Linked DNA regions of Sus scrofa: region 1 is linked to region 2. Evidence: chromatin contacts called from public Hi-C data. All regions are on one chromosome and are shown on one strand. The core of a region is the stretch at or near the end of the contact, and the rest is flanking DNA. Distances in the headings are between cores, read along the strand shown. Region 1 has its middle 130 kb from the start of ZFHX3. Region 2 has its middle 9.2 kb from the start of ZFHX3.

Evidence for each region. A called contact is a pair of places that touch in the nucleus more often than the background predicts.
Region 1: a Hi-C map of liver shows a contact between it and region 2, with 4 times the contacts expected there. The contact joins two enhancer-like sites. A contact is called at or near these places in 1 of 5 promoter capture datasets (liver), 14 of 47 Hi-C or Micro-C datasets (adipocytes, embryonic fibroblasts, fetal liver and 5 more) and 2 of 2 datasets of contacts at active chromatin or transcription factors (alveolar macrophages and skeletal muscle).

What each region holds. Positions count from the first base shown.
Region 1 is chr6:16,068,604-16,071,858 of Sscrofa11.1, reverse strand. No RefSeq gene overlaps it. Among named protein-coding and RNA genes, the nearest start is that of ZFHX3, 130 kb to the right of the region's middle. Within about 2 kb of position 1,253, at least 6 of the 83 cell types and tissues checked have an H3K27ac peak or open chromatin away from gene starts, as enhancers often do. A contact at or near this core is called in liver, where this site is marked.
Region 2 is chr6:15,948,761-15,952,168 of Sscrofa11.1, reverse strand. No RefSeq gene overlaps it. Among named protein-coding and RNA genes, the nearest start is that of ZFHX3, 9.2 kb to the right of the region's middle. Within about 2 kb of position 1,273, at least 47 of the 83 cell types and tissues checked have an H3K27ac peak or open chromatin away from gene starts, as enhancers often do. A contact at or near this core is called in liver, where this site is marked.

The DNA of each region.
Region 1 (3,255 bases), core at 4-2,503, 120 kb before region 2:
GACATCACCTTCATAGTTTTGATACTGATCAATTGTTTGGGGATGGTAGAACTGATTTCTATTAAAAGACTCTTCTGGCATATTTGAGTGTAACAAAGAAGTGAGAGGGAGAGGGGTCCAGTGCATCGACCTTGTTCGGGAGAACCTGCTCCCATCCTGCTTATGGGGAAGGGCCCCTTTTGTCTCTGCCTTTTACACTGGTGATAATGCCCTTTGCTCCTTACACGTCCATCTGGTACACAAACAAAGCTATCTTTAGAGAAAACGAGCCTGGCCCCAACTGAAGCCCAAGGTCTAGATCAAGAAAAGGAAACATTAAAGATGTTGCCCAAGAACTGATTGAAATGATAGGTTTATACCTGTCCTGTTCATCAACAGACCAATGAAAACCAAAGGTTGTCCTCAAGCTCTATTTTGAGTCAGTTGGTGTCACTCTAGCTATGAGAATTAAACTTAAAAAAAAAAAAAAAAAAAAGATACCAGCCTGGAAGAGAAAAAAATAGCCATGAGTGTTTGTGCAATTAAAAGACTTGTAGTCTTGGTGAATTGTGACTTGAGTCTTAAAACACCAAATAAAATATCCTACTTATCTCCTTTCCCTTTACCAACACCCAAGTGCATTTGGAACACTGACAAGCAGAATCTTTTATATCTGATAAAACAGGGCAGTAACCATGGAGTAAAAAAGATTGAGATGTGAACCAACTGCCAGCCTATTCCCAGCCCATTTATGATATGCCGGGTACATTTCCTGATAACTAATGAACTAATTTTTAAATATAAGTATCAGATATACAGTGTTATAATTCAACATCTTTATACAAAGTGCTGATCACCATAAGTCTAGTTACCATCCATCACAGTGGACCACCTTCACCCTTGACCCCCCCCCAGCCCCCAGAGCTAGTTTTAATTATTATGTTCGACTCTCAGGCTCCGTCTACCTATATTACGTAGCATGGGCAATGAAGGCATATATCACATATAACAGAAATCTGTGTGTTCAGGTCCCAGAAAAACACCTTCCTCTGAAATATCCAGATACATGATGAGGAAGTGGTTTAGGTGGCTTGAGTTATCTGGTAATTTGACTTTTCTCTTCTCTTTCCATGAACATACAGAATCAGGTTGCTTTCTTTGTAGCCGTCATATGCTGCCATGTCTGGAAGTGGGCACCAAGGGGAAAACTCCACGGGACAATAGACAAGGACGCCATGCTCCTCGTCATGCCCAATTTGCTTGTCTGTCCCCTATGTGCTGTGCTCACAGTACCTCCCTGCCAGCCGAGCTCCCATCCCATGAACATAGCAATACCCACCTCCTCCAACAATTCATCCATTGGTGCCATCATCCATTGCTTATGACATTGTGACCACAGTTTGAACTGATATGTCTTGATCTTTGAAATGCGTAGGAGGCCACACATATGAGAAAAAAACAACATCAAGACAACTCTATTCGGTGGGGGGGATGGAAATGGATATTGTTCAGGAAAATGCATTAAAGTTGAAGAGGGTATGGTTTAACACGATGGCTTTAAAGACGCAGTAACGCCTTCTGTTGGAAGATTATGGAGAATCCCTACCTAGGCCAGGGTGCTGGTGTGATTCCAGGTGGTGCTACCGCCGTGAAACACTAGGGGTCACCATACTAATACCAGTGCCTGGGCTCCATGGCTCTCCAGAGAGCCTACCATCCAGGAGCCCTTGACTCTCTGTTTATTCAAGGAACATTGCTCAGTGCCTATCCCTCGTGACGTGTGACCCTTTGCAGTTGTTTCAAGCACCGCTGAAACAGTGAGGTGGCAACCTCTCTAAGCCTCTTTCTGTGAATGACAATTTTTAAGGGCCACCTAAGATTATCGATGCATTATTTGGAGCTAGAGTTGATTATGAGCGGTGTATAGGCCAATTAACCAAATATAGAACATTTTTGTTCAATAGCTACCCAGTATGCCAATTCAAATGTTCTGCTAAATCCTGAGCTTCTCGAACGACGTCAACACTCTTTTACTTGCCAGGATCGATATTCGGTTGAGTGTTGCCTAAAAAACTAATCTCTCTCTTTGTTTGTTTCTCACCTCTTTATGTTTTCAATCCCAAACTCAGAAACTATTTTCCAAAGAAGAAATTTAAACAGTTGTCTATAATCTACAGATATGTTATCTCCAGGCTCGACCACAGTCCCTAGCTTCAGAACGGGAAACTGTTGGCCCAGGCCCATGGCGGGCTCCAACCTCATAGTGATAGGATTGTGCTTACTCCTATTTGAGTCCTAAGAATAATCCTACCCATGCCGCCATCATAAGTAGGAAGCTTTAGTTATCTCATTTGGGGTAGAACTTCTGAAGGCTAGGATTAAAGCAGCTGAAGATCTGTGAACAGTATTTAAACCATACACACACACACACACACACACACACACATATACACACACACACAGACACAGTATTGCAAGGGAAACAGATGGCAACTGATAATAATGGTAAGATCAGAGCCTAGATAAAGTACACTTCTAAGTCAAAATTAATTTCAGAGCCTCTGAGTGTTTTACATGTTCTCTTTGTTTCCTTTTATCTATTGAGTATCCAGTATATGGAGGCATCTGTCTGGCAGTGGGGGAGGTAAAATGATACACATGTGCAAAGAAGATAACCAGTGGTTATGACTTTCTCTTCTCTGTCCTCACCATTTATGCAACTCTCTCACCTAAATATAACCCTTCTCCATCCGCCGTTTCCCTCCCACCCTGTGCAGTCATGGTCTCATACTTTCTTCTGCATTTCCTATAACTCTGGACTTATCTTCACCCATCCTTTTTCTCTTTCTCTAGCTCATTTGACTGCAGGTAACAGTAAAGAAATTGCAATACATTTTGTAGTTGGCATTTCTCTTCCTTATCAGGCACGTCTTTCTCTAAGAAAGGAAAATATTGATATTACTTTTATTTTTGTGTGTAGCTTTCAATCAGTTTTTTTTTCCTGTGAGTTATCAGGCCTTGATAGTAAAAATAGGGGTTCCCCTTTCCTTCCTCTAGAACAACCATGGTTTAGTAGGAGAGTGATTGAAGATATTTCTACGCAGCAAATTAATTTTGCAAAGCCAATGGTATAGAAGTAGAGGAATAAATCAAAATCATGCAAAAGGTGGTATTTGTTAAAAAGGTATTTGGGGAGACTTGAAATATGCATCTGTCTAACCTGAAAATTAAACTCTCGTGGGTCCAAACCTTAGTTCCTACCAAATGACAACAGGG
Region 2 (3,408 bases), core at 24-2,523:
CCGCCACCGCCTGCTTTGCATCCCAATTACAGCCTAGAGCCGCTGCCGCCGCCGCCGCCGCTTCTCCTCCGTGGCCCCTGCCCGCTCCGGGGGCTGTAAACTCCCCGCCAACCATGCTGCTCGGCGGCAGCGGCGGCGGCGGCTCCGGCTCCCCGGCTGCGGCCGCCTCCCGCCCCGGGCTCCGCCGAGCGCGCTCCAGCTCCGCCGCCGCCGCCGCCGCCGCCAGCAGCGCGTCCTCCGCCGCCGCCGACCCCCGCCAGCCGCCGCTGCTGCCTTGATGGGCTCCGCGGCCCGAGCGCCTCTTTTCGGGATTAAAAGCGCCGCCAGCTCCCGCCGCCGCCGCCGCCGCCAGCAGCGCCGCTGCAGCCGCCGCCGCCGGAGAAGCAACCGCGTAAGTGGCAACTTTTCCCTCTTTTTTTTTTTTTTTTTTTTTTTTTTTTTCCCGCCGCCGCCGCCGCCGCCGCCGCCGCCTGCTCCTCCTCCTCCTCCCGCCGCCACCGCCCGGACGCGGGGCTCCTCGGGGCGCCCGGGCTGCTTTGCATGGGGCTCGTCCTGCCCCTCCCGGCTCCCGCGCCCGGCCGCCGCCACCCGCGCTCCCCGCGCTCCCCGTGCCCGCGCCCTGCTCGCTCGCTGCGTCCCGCTCGCCTTCCCCCTGCGCCAAACTTTCTCTTTCTCTTCTTCTTCCTCCTCCTCCCGCCGCCGCCGCCTCCGCCGCCGCTGCCGCCGCCGAGCCGGGGCCGCCCCCTCCTCCCAGGCCCCCGCGCCGCCGCCGCCGGCCGCCGGCGACCCCCGGGAGGGTGGAGGCGCCCGGGGCGAGGCCCGCGCGGCGAGTTTGGAGGCGCCGCCGGGCAGGGCCGGCCGGGGCGCGGGCCGAGGGCGGGAGGGCGGCCAGGGTCCGGGCGCCGAGACAAAGGCGGCGGCCAGCGGGGGTGGGGGGTCCGCGGTGCCGAGCGCCCCCGCCCCCGCCGCCCCGGGCCCCCAACTTTGCCCCACCCCGGGAGGCGCCGGGGCTCCGGGCTGAGCCGCCGCGCGGGGCGCGCACCCGGCCCGGAGCCGTGGCCGCGGCCGCCGCCGCCGCCGCTGGCCACCCGGCCGCCCAGGCGGGCGCCTTCCCCGCCAGGGCTCCACTTGCCGGGGACGCGACTGCCGGGCCGGAGCCCCGGGGTCCGAGAGCGGGCGAGGAGGCAAGGCGGCCGCCCGACCCTCTACCTGCGCGCTCTTCGCCCTGCCCCATTGGCAGCGCCGCGAGCGCCCGGAGGGGGCTCTGCCCTGGACACTAGGGGCTCCCGGGGGCTCGGGACTGCGCCGCCGGCCGGGAGCAGACCTAGCCTGGCCGGCCTCTCGGCCAGCTGAGTTAAGAGACATCAGAGGATTCCTTTTTCTTCTCCTTTCTTTCTTTTCTTTTTTCTTTTTTTCTCTCCGCGAATGTGGGATTGTTTACGTTCTGTTCCCCACTCTCCTCCCTCGTCCTGTTCCACTCCTCTTTTCCATGTATTTTCTCCATTAGATGCACAAACCGCCTCCCTGAATTTTACATTATGCATTTTCCTGTACATCTTTTGGCTTATCTGTTGGAGTGTAGAGCTAAGAGTATTTTATGTGTGGTATGTACATTGTGTATGGACTCAATGGGCTTATTGTGGAGCTATTAAATTTAAAAAAAATACATTTTACTGTGCACATTAATCTGTTGCTCAGACTCTGACTTTTGCAAAATGTTGTGCAATTCCTTCGACTGTGGCAAATTCTTTGATTACAAGTGCTTGCAAAAATCACCCACTCTCAACTTTTCCCCCTTGTTGCTTTGAAGTTGGGTAAATATGACAATTTTTATTGGTCTCAATTATTGAAACTTGATCTAAGGACTCTATGGAAGAAGGAGGCTGTTTGCCTTTTTCTTGCCTTCAGTTCCAGTGACTTTTTAAAGAGGGTTTGTTAAGTACCTTTGAAGAATATGACATACGGTGATCGCTTGGCTGTGATGCAAATTACAGAGCATAAATTCACTTTGGAATTAAAAAAAAAAAGATTCAAGCCCTTTCAGTGGGGACACGTGAGGATTTATTACGTTTTTTTAAAAAATGACTTTTTTCCTCCCTACTTTGGGCGAATGGCTAGTTCCAGACCAACTTATTTGGAGGTCTTCGGAAAGAAGCTTGGGAAATGGGAGAGGGTAGAAGATTGATCACAATCTGCATAATCGATAAGGCAGCGTGCTGCAATCTTGTACCTACATTTACTGTAAATTTCTACAATATCTGCAGCGTGGGGCTCCAGTGCCTGGCTTGGCTTCTTAGGGCGGATTTAGAGGCAGTACAAGCAGAATTTACCACCCAGCCCTCCGGAGTAACATAGAGGAAGTCCACTGGCTCATTTTAAAACTCCTTCGTTTTACGCTACATTTTTTAAAAAAAATTTATTGGCGAATCGGTTTACGTGTGGAGGTTTCAGGTACTGGACCCCCAAATGTAGGTATCCTATAGGTTGAAGGGAGTGGAAAGTATTGGAGGGGGTCAGAGGACGAGAATTCACTTATTGAATTACCACGTTCAGGGGCCCTCTGCTCTTCTTATAATGTGCAGTGTCCTTAACTGGTGCAAGTAATTTACAGAGGAATACAGGAGAGAGTAATACACCAGAGGTTGTAGCAGTGTCAAAAGTAAGGATTGCTGTGTGTGTGCATGAGAGAGAGAGAGATAATACAGACACTTATCTTATAGTCAGGGTGGAAAGCTTGGTGGTAGGTGAATCCATATTTGGAGATGATTTCGAAATAGTCTAGCAAATGGTGCACGAACAGGATTTCATAAAAAGTGTACACGGAGTCAGTTTTGGAAGGATTGAGATTTGGGGAGATGAGGTGTGGGCAGGAACTCACTCTAGGCCAGCAGCTTTCCTCTGTGTGTCTCTCCCTTCCCCCTCCCCGAGTTCTAGTTTTTAATTACTTAATGCTGAAACGCACAGGGCTTATATAAATATTTGCAAATGCTCTTTCCTATTGATTTCTCTGAATAAACTGCCCTGCTCGGGTCCAGAGAGGAGGCAATTCAGATCTGTGGACTTTTTAAACATACAAAGTCTCTGGAGGAGGGTTGGCCTGTGCACGCGTGTGTTTGTGGGTAGAGTTGTAGACGTGAAGATTTTGGGGGGCTGCAAAGAGAGTTCAGGCTCTCTGGGCTGGAGCTGGCCCCAAGGCCTGGCAGCTCTGAGACAGGCGTGTGAGTGTGTGTGTATGTAAATTTGTGTCCATGTATATATACTGTGTGGGTGTCTACACTGGGGGAGTCCGAATGCATATGCACTTATACCCCCCAACCCCCCATTAAGTATGGAGCAGTTTTCCAGGGTTCTGTAACTGTCTTCTCCTCAGGGTCACATTGAGTTCGAATCTGACCCAAGGTGCAGGAA